Regions from separate parts of the Mus musculus genome. Here region 2 is linked to region 1. Evidence: chromatin contacts called from public HiCAR-type data. All regions are on one chromosome and are shown on one strand. Each heading gives the region's core, a stretch centred on a gene start, on an enhancer-like site or on the middle of the called end of the contact. The rest is flanking DNA. Distances are from core to core; before and after follow the strand shown. Region 1 has its middle 49 kb from the start of Gm35023. Region 2 has its middle 6.0 kb from the start of Gm35546.

Evidence for each region. HiCAR-type assays count read pairs that join an accessible place to other places.
Region 2: a contact with region 1 is called in a HiCAR-type map of fibro-adipogenic progenitors, with 4 times the contacts expected there. The contact joins two enhancer-like sites. A contact is called at or near these places in 1 of 484 Hi-C or Micro-C datasets (olfactory sensory neurons) and 3 of 115 datasets of contacts at active chromatin or transcription factors (cardiomyocytes, embryonic stem cells and fibro-adipogenic progenitors).

Annotation. Positions count from the first base shown.
Region 1 is chr1:185,665,066-185,669,148 of GRCm38.p6, forward strand. No RefSeq gene overlaps it. Among named protein-coding and RNA genes, the nearest start is that of Gm35023, 49 kb to the left of the region's middle. Within about 2 kb of position 1,641, at least 10 of the 459 cell types and tissues checked have an H3K27ac peak or open chromatin away from gene starts, as enhancers often do. A contact at or near this core is called in fibro-adipogenic progenitors, where this site is marked.
Region 2 is chr1:186,579,245-186,583,467 of GRCm38.p6, forward strand. No RefSeq gene overlaps it. Among named protein-coding and RNA genes, the nearest start is that of Gm35546, 6.0 kb to the right of the region's middle. Within about 2 kb of position 2,082, at least 40 of the 459 cell types and tissues checked have an H3K27ac peak or open chromatin away from gene starts, as enhancers often do. A contact at or near this core is called in fibro-adipogenic progenitors, where this site is marked.

The DNA.
Region 1 (4,083 bases), core at 391-2,890:
GAGGAGGGAAAGACCCAGTCTGCATGTGAGCGTCACGATCCCAGGGCCTGGGGTCCTGATGGAATGTAAGGAGCGAGTGCTCAGAGTGTGGCATTTGCCTTTTGGCTTCCTGACTGTAGCTGCAGTGTGACCAGCTCCCTCCTTCCTCCACTGTCCCAGCTACACCTGCTTCTACCCTCATGCCCCCCCCCCTCACTGTAACAGAGGACAGTCCCCTGAAACCGTGAGCCAACATAAGCCTCCGCTCCCTTAAGATGCTTTTGTCAAAGTGGTGAGGACAGTAACTAAAGCAGTGAGACCTCTGGAAACTCTCCACTAAACAGGAGTACCTTGTCTGCTTCCATTTGACCCCATTAATCTCTATCTGGATGCCTGTTGATTTGCCCTCGCTGGAAACTTCCTACAAGCAGAATCATATCACATGGGTTTATCCTAACTGTGTGTAGCTTATTTCAGCATGCACAATGTCTATGTGGCTCTTCTATATTACAGTATTAGAATTATTAGAATTCCCTTCCTTTGTAAAACTGAGTAGTATTATGCAATATATTGTCTGACGATGCCTCTCTGGGTGGATATTTAGGCTATATTTTTTTAAAACAGGTTGACAAGTATGAATAATGTTAGTGGAAGTGGTGAACAAGAGCCTGTAGAGTCTTAGCCTTTACTTCTTTAGACTTAAACTGTTCACCAAGGTGATTTGGGCGGGGTGGGGGGTAGGGGACAGATTCCATCTGTCAGCTGAAGAGACGCTGCTGAGGTGTCTACGTCTGTGTTTCAGGGATGCGAGTTGAAGCAGAGAGATGTAGTGACTTGCCCAACATCAGTGAACTAGGAGCTCCTACTTCATCTGTAGCATGTCCCACCACAGCCTGCCACTACCCCATCAGGCAGATCGGCATTCAGAACCTCCATCCCAGAGCCATCCTTCTGTCTCCTTTGAATGCTTCTTTCTAGCATCTTCTGAACAGGCTGCAAGATGCTACCTATGCTGTGATATTTCCTGCAGGTGACAGACTCCTCCCAGGTCACACACATCACTACAATACTGGAATCTCAATGGGAAAACAACTGGTTAATTCATTTACCTCAGAGTACAAACTGCTCAGGTCTGTCACCGTGGCATCCCCCCCCCCCCCCAAGGCTGATTGACTGCTAATGAAAGCTCGTACAGTATGTCACAAGGTATTGGAAATGTAGTGGAGCAAAGGCATTTATTGATTTCCAGGACTGTAAGAAAGAATTGTCTCTGCCTTCTGGTTTTGTATTGGTACCACATTTGTTTTGGTTATAGGAAGGAGTTTTGGCTAAGCTTCTCCGTGTGACCAGGAGACGGGTATCATTCTAGGTCATGGGTTTAGGAAGCCAGTTCATGCTTTCTCTTGCTGCCATCAGAGGGCCTAAACACCCCTGACTCTAGGTCTGGATCAAGGGCCCTGTTTACTCAGAGAAAATTCCCTCCCTTCCCTCACAGGAGTTTGGTTTTCATCCATGACTGGATCATTTTGGGAATTATCTTTCAATTTTTGGCTACCCCAGCCAGCAAACTCCGTTTGCTAATTGCATTTTTTTGTCTAACTATGGACCCAGAGGCACTATAAAAAGTTCAGCTCTGACACACCATGGGGAAAAAAGAAGAAGAATAAACACGCAAGCTGGGCTTTCTACTGTGTAAGAGAACAGGCTCATTAGGGCTCTCAGCGATCTCTGCGTACCGTGACCGTTGTCTGAGAACTGGCCAAGTTTGACCAGGAGCTGGACTTCAGAAGTCTCCCACCTCCCTTGAGAGCATTGTCACCGATCTCAGACACGGGTTGAGTTTGAACCAAGTTATCTTCACTGTGCTCCTAAATGAGGAAGCCTGAAGGGAGATCCTGGCTCTGCCCCTTCGGCAAACAAGCTTCCTGCCTAGAGCAGGGGCTTTACTCTAGGCAGGACATTTCTCAACTCGAAAGCTTCGGGAGTTTGGCAGGCTCCTGGTGCTTTGGGGGAGATCTGAATCACACCTGAAGCTGATGGGTTGCTGACATCTGGGGCTGTAATTAAACCAAGATGAAGGAAGAGCACATCTGCGCAGCAGCGCCAGGCCTTGGAAAGGTCTGGGTTGTGCTTTCTGATTACAGAGTTTTCTTTTTCTCTTCTGTTTTCAGAGACTATGTTTATCTTTTTTACCAGGAAAAAAAAAAGTTGGAATAACATGAATAACCAGATTGAACTTGGTCAAAAATGTTGTGTCAAAAGATATTTGTTTTCTTTTGTGAGCGGTATAGGCAATACTTGAAAGAGTGGAAGTGGGGCTTGGTCGTGAATGCAGCTGCTGGAAGGGCAGAGTGCTTCTCTGTCTGAGGGCATCTCCTACGGTTGGGTTTCCTTGGTGTTAAGGGAAGGGCATGGACTAAGGTCGTGAAAAGCTCACACCAGCTCTCCTGATGTGGAGCCTACCCTCAGAGTCCTGAATAATGAGTATCCTTCTTACTTTGCTTCTGCTGTGATAAAACAGCACTTCTGAGGCTATGTGTAGAAGGATGTGTTTATCTTGTGCTCACAGCCCCCATGTAGTAAGAGTCTGTCACCGTCACAGCGAGGAAGCATGGCAGCAAGCACCAAACATGGTGGCTAGAAAAGCCGATCTCTTGCTCACACCTCACAAGCAGGAAAAAAAGAGGGAACTCAAGATGGTGAGAGTCTTTCAACTTTCAAAGCCTACCTCCTGAGACAACTTCCTCTAGTCCTTGCATCTCTCTTTCAGGTTGAAGACTCTGTTCTGAGCACCCACATGGTGGCTCACAACCATCCCTATCTCCAGTTCCAGGGGATCCAATGGCTTCTCTTTGCCTGCAAGTGCATCAAGCACACACATGGTATAAACACACACAGACATAGCGCTCATGTGTAAAGTTAAAATAAGTCTTTAAAAAGTGATAAGGTGGAAGATGATAAAAAGAGATACCTCACACCACTCTCTGACCTCTACATAGACTTACAGGGGTACACACACGTGGGCAAGCACACATACACCCACACACGTGCACACAAAACTATGTTTCAATTACATGCATCATCTCAGATACTCGAGTCTGGAATTGCGGCTCTGCACTTACGGATCTGATTAGGAAGAACACAGGAAAGACTTTCCGAGAGATCCGCACAGCCCCCACAGCTGTGGGCACATCTTCCCCTCCACACCAGCATGGAAGTTCCATTACTGCCATTAGCTTTCTGGCCCTGCGTGATGGCATCTGGGATCTCAACCTGTGCCACACTTATGTGCTGCCTTTAGGATCAAGTATCACACAATAATCTTGTAATCTTGCCTCAATCTCCACTGGGCCATACCATTTTAGTGGATTAAATGAAGGTATTCCTCGTAGGCTCTGGTATTTGATAGTTGGCTCCAAATTAGTGCCACATTTTGGAGAGGTTCAGGAAGTGTGACCTTGTTGGTGTCTTCAGAGGTTGAAAGAGACCATTGGGTCCCCTAGAACTGGAGTTGCAAATGGTGACAAGCCACCATGAGGGTGCTGGGAACAGAAGCTGGGTTCTCTATAAGAGCAGCAAGTGCCATCTTTCCAGTCCTCTTGTTAAGCAGTCTTGGAATTTACTGACTGACTAGGCTGGTTTGCCACTGAGCCCCTGGGATCCTTCTGCCCCGATCCCCTGGTTTTGTGGTTAGAGGACACCAGTGTACCCCACTTTTACAGGGGTGCTGGAGATCTGAACTCAGGCCCCCAGTAGTTGTTCAGTGAGTGCTTACCCCACTGAGCCATCTCTCCGACCTCACATTTAATTTTATTTGGAATGTTTCATGAGTCGCCATTTGTCCTTTGGATTAGAGTCTGGCATTGACAATGACAGTAACCCAAACCCGGATCCCCTTAGAGTTCAAGTTTGAAAGTTAGGAACTGTATGGCACTCACCCCCAAATAGTACCATTCTCTGTGTTTTTACCCCCAACCACATGGTTTAGAATGCTAGCACAACCAGAAAGAGATAAATCATGCAAATAGTTTTCCTATCAAGTCTGCCCCCTCTGCAGTTATGTGAACATTATACAAATGCACAAGGAGAGGCCTACGGATGACC
Region 2 (4,223 bases), core at 832-3,331, 910 kb after region 1:
AAGATCAAATAAGGAAGTGTCCTGGGATGATAGATCCAGTATCCTAAAGCAAATGAGGACACACTGTCAGCCCCGCCCCTGCTCTAGCAGTGACAGTTGGGGACCACCACCCTGTCCCTCGCCGCTCCTATCTCTTCAGCTTTTGTCAGAAATGATGCAAACAGTGGACTGTATTCACTGAATTCACATCTTCCTTACATCTTCACAGAATGCACTTTGCATTCGATGTCACAACTGCAGGCCCACAAGAGTGTCCCCATGGGTGCTTACTACGTACCAGAGAGTCTGTGGTGTTCACAGGATTAGAAGCCAAGATCCAGTAAGTGCTTCCTTCTGTCGCCATTGAAACAGAATCTTTCTTTGCTGCACTTCCCTCTCCTCAGCCTACTGAGTCCTGGGACTAAATGTCTTTTATAACTCAGAATAGTTTCATTCTATGATATGTTTATTAGAATGGAAACCCATCAGAAGCTGAGTCATATCTATAACAACTTCTTGAGACTCTTTAAAGAACTCAGTAGCTAATGCATTCTCATATTTGATTAAATGCTTTCCAGGTAGCAGGGGTTTGGTTAAAAAGCTAATTAGCATTTTATTATTATTATTTATTTTTATTTTTATTTTTTGCTGTTGATGCTCTCTAAACAAAGATTTCATGAAAATGGGTGCTAATTGGTTCTCTTTGGCTTATCAGAGAGAGGGGAAAGGAGTGAGGGAGGAGAGACGAGAGAGATAAGGGAGGAGAGAGACAGAGAGAAGAAATAAAGAACAAAGGGGAGAAAATATCAACATCCAAGCAAACAGACCTGTAGAAATCACCTATCATATACACACAATCCTGACTGCTTTCACAGCATTTGGGGTTTGGAAATAGAGTTTCCGTCTACAGCTAGCTCAGGCTGGCCTTAACCACATCAACCTCCTGCATCAGCCTCAGGAGAGATGGGACTGCAGGTCTATGCCACCACACCCAGCTCTTAACTGCCTTCAACTGCTTTTGGCTGCTCTTCAGCTGTGTCATCTTTCTAAGACACGGTGCTGGAGTGGCTGCTCATGTTACCAACCCATCATCGTGAGTATTGAGTGCACCTACCAGTGCCTAGAAGTCCCACACAATTGCTCTTCAGCCTTTCCCAGGAGGCAGTACTCAGAGGGGGACAGTCACAGAGAAGTCACAGGACTGTACTGTAGCTTCAGAGAATTTCTGATGTAGCCAAGAAGCAGAATCATCCCTCGGGAGACCACTCACAAGACAACGTGCACTTCAAGAGTTAAAACAGAAGCTTTTTTTTTTTTAATTGTAAACTAAAACCCGCTTAGAGGAAGTATGGCCTTTTGTGCTGTGACTTTCTGGGTCATAAAATACTCTTCATTATCCATTATTACAAAACAGAGGCATTTCTGTTGTTGGTGTTAATAATTTCATAGCTTTCCTTGGAAATGTGTATTGACCTCCATTTACCTAGAGGGAGGGGAAGCCCTATCACTTTTCTTTTCCTCTCTGTTTCAATTCTTCATTCCAAAGTTCTGTCCTTCCTCCTTATTTCTCTCCATAATAACAAACATCACCTAGATATAAAGGGTTACCACGTGAAAAAAATAAATCCGTTGATGTGTTTAAGTGAGATCCCCACATCTGCATATAAACCCACACGAACAAATATTTAGATGAATTATACTGCTCTATGTTTAAATTCTGCTTCCTTGAGTCAACAGATAAACGTTTATAGAGGCAAAAAATAACCCCTCAATCTTACTATTAATCCTATTATTCTTACAGTAGCACAAGGCAGTACACCAGCCAGGAAGGGAATACAAGGGACCTCCCTTCTTACCCTCCTAATTGTTTCTCCAGACCATCCCCTTTGGAGCAAAGAGAGGGTCCAACCTTCCTTGGGAGCCATGGATTTCTCTGGGTACATTTATTTTGGAGTTGTTCTGGAGGCAACAACATCAGAGACACATGTCTATCTGGTTGCTATTAGTGCTTTCGAAACTCCAAATGAAACGCTTCAGGCTAGCAACTAGAGGTGTTGATCAAACAATAGTTTCCCAGCCAACATCCAAACTGGGTGTACCCAGATGACTTTGCACTTAAGCACTGGAATTTGGAATATGTGGGTAAAGCCTGACTAATTATAGTGTTGACCACAGTAAAGCCATGGAGGACCCTGGCTCCTTATGCTGAGAAACACATATAGAAATGCCCACATTAAGGGTAGAGCTTGCCTGAGAGCCAGCCCCTGTGTCCACCCTCATATCCCAAAGAAACTGGACCAATACACTACTAGATCACTAGGGTTGGTGGTAGCCTGGTAGCCTGCCTCTCCACTTCCCTTGCACTGCTTTATACAAACTGAGAGCATATTCTAGGCATGGAAATATAGGGGAAACATCCAGATATGAATTGTTGAAATAATTATGGGGAGCTCTCACTAGACACATACAAGGTCTGTTGACATGGAAGAATACCTCCCCATCAGTCTGAATAAACTATTACATAACAGCTAAGCTATAATAAAGTCCTGATTCCAAATCAAATAAGTCTCCCAGACTTCTAAAATGAGTCACCAACAGCTCTATAAACATACAAAATACTTGACAAGGAAGACTCTGATAATTTTTTAGTAATTATGTCTGCAAATTGTTCCTTGCTGACATCACCATTAGGAACAGTTTCCCATAAGCTTGCCTTTCCTCGTCACTTCTGCCCATTAATCACTGATACTTCGGCTATTTCTATCATTATTAGGTGATTCACAAGGTCTGTGTGAATATCCAGGATTCTCCTTTGTAGAGTTTTTACTTAGTGGAATCAGGGTGAGCAAAGCCAGGATTGTCAGGGGTGACGCTCCTTGTAGTCCTTGTTTAAGGCACACTCACAGATTTGTCATATCTTGATCCTAAAATCATTTCACACACATACACACACACATACACATGACACTTTGCAAACATCTTAACATAAATACAATAAGGAGAAAGCTGGGCAGAGTTGAGGGCTCACTGAGTTGACATATTTTCTGTTTAAAGACATTCCCAAGCACTGGCGTCATTTTTCTTTGTGTTGGACGTGAGACTTCAAGTTCTGCTCTGACATGTGATCTACAAACCAGCTCTGAGCCAAACCCAAGTGTCAGCTGCCGGGTCCAACACTCGATGCGGACTGTGATGAGAGTGCAGGAGAGCAAGAGGGGCTGTGAATGTGGCACTGCTGGTCCAGGAGACATAAGCAGCAGGCACAGCCAGGGCCCGGGGCTTCATCCCAGGAAAGGGGTGACACAGCCGGGGAAATTAAGTCAAAGGCCTACGAAAGTGGTGGACAAGGGGAAAGCTTGGCTTAACCTAGGCCTTTATAATGGATATGACCCAGAATAAAGCAAGCCCTCGATCTCTCTGTAACTGTACTCATCTAATGATAAACACTGGCTCCGAGGAACCCTGAGAAAGTAAAACATTTAAAGCCATTCAGAATGTGTCTAAATGGAATCTAGATTTCTCCCGAAATGACCTGAGTAGCTGGCACGCCCGAGGTTTTGCTGCTGGAGTGAAGGCGGCTGAGTAAGCAGGGAAGGGGCAGAGGCCTTCCTATTGAAAGAAAAAAAAAATCTCTGTCGTCCCAGAGCTGAAGTCTTCAGCTGAGCACTTAGAATAAACACATGGGGAAGAGAAGGTGTGTTTCATGGGAAGAGGAAATTCTGGGCCTACCGTGTAGGTTTGTGCGGAAGAAAAGCTGTATAGCAACTGTGCATCCTGCAGAGCCATGGCCTACTCACAAAGCCATACTGTGTAGCAAGGAGTCCCCAAGTAGAGGTTGCACTCATAAGACTGTATTGAGGAGTGTCTACCAAGCATGGTGTACCGAGAATGCAAAGATGAATGAAGATTGGCCCCTTGGATCCAGGAGTCCATAAAATAATGGATAAGGTATAGTTGAAAGTAGAAATTCAAGGCGGAGTGCAGCAAATGAGGAGCTGGCCACATCACCCGGCTGTGGACACACAGCAGGCCGACCCTTGGGAGCTGGAGCAATGGATTCTTCCATTGGGTACCCTTTCTGTGTTTCTGAAGGAACGGAGCTTCTGGCGCCATTGACTGAATCCATGGGAAAGGAAATGAGGTCTGCCACTTTAACTTAAAAGGCAGCAACTGGAATACCAGGTAGAGAACCGAAGAACAGGTAGAGAGAGCAGACACCATTGAAGGAAATGAATCAGTAAGGG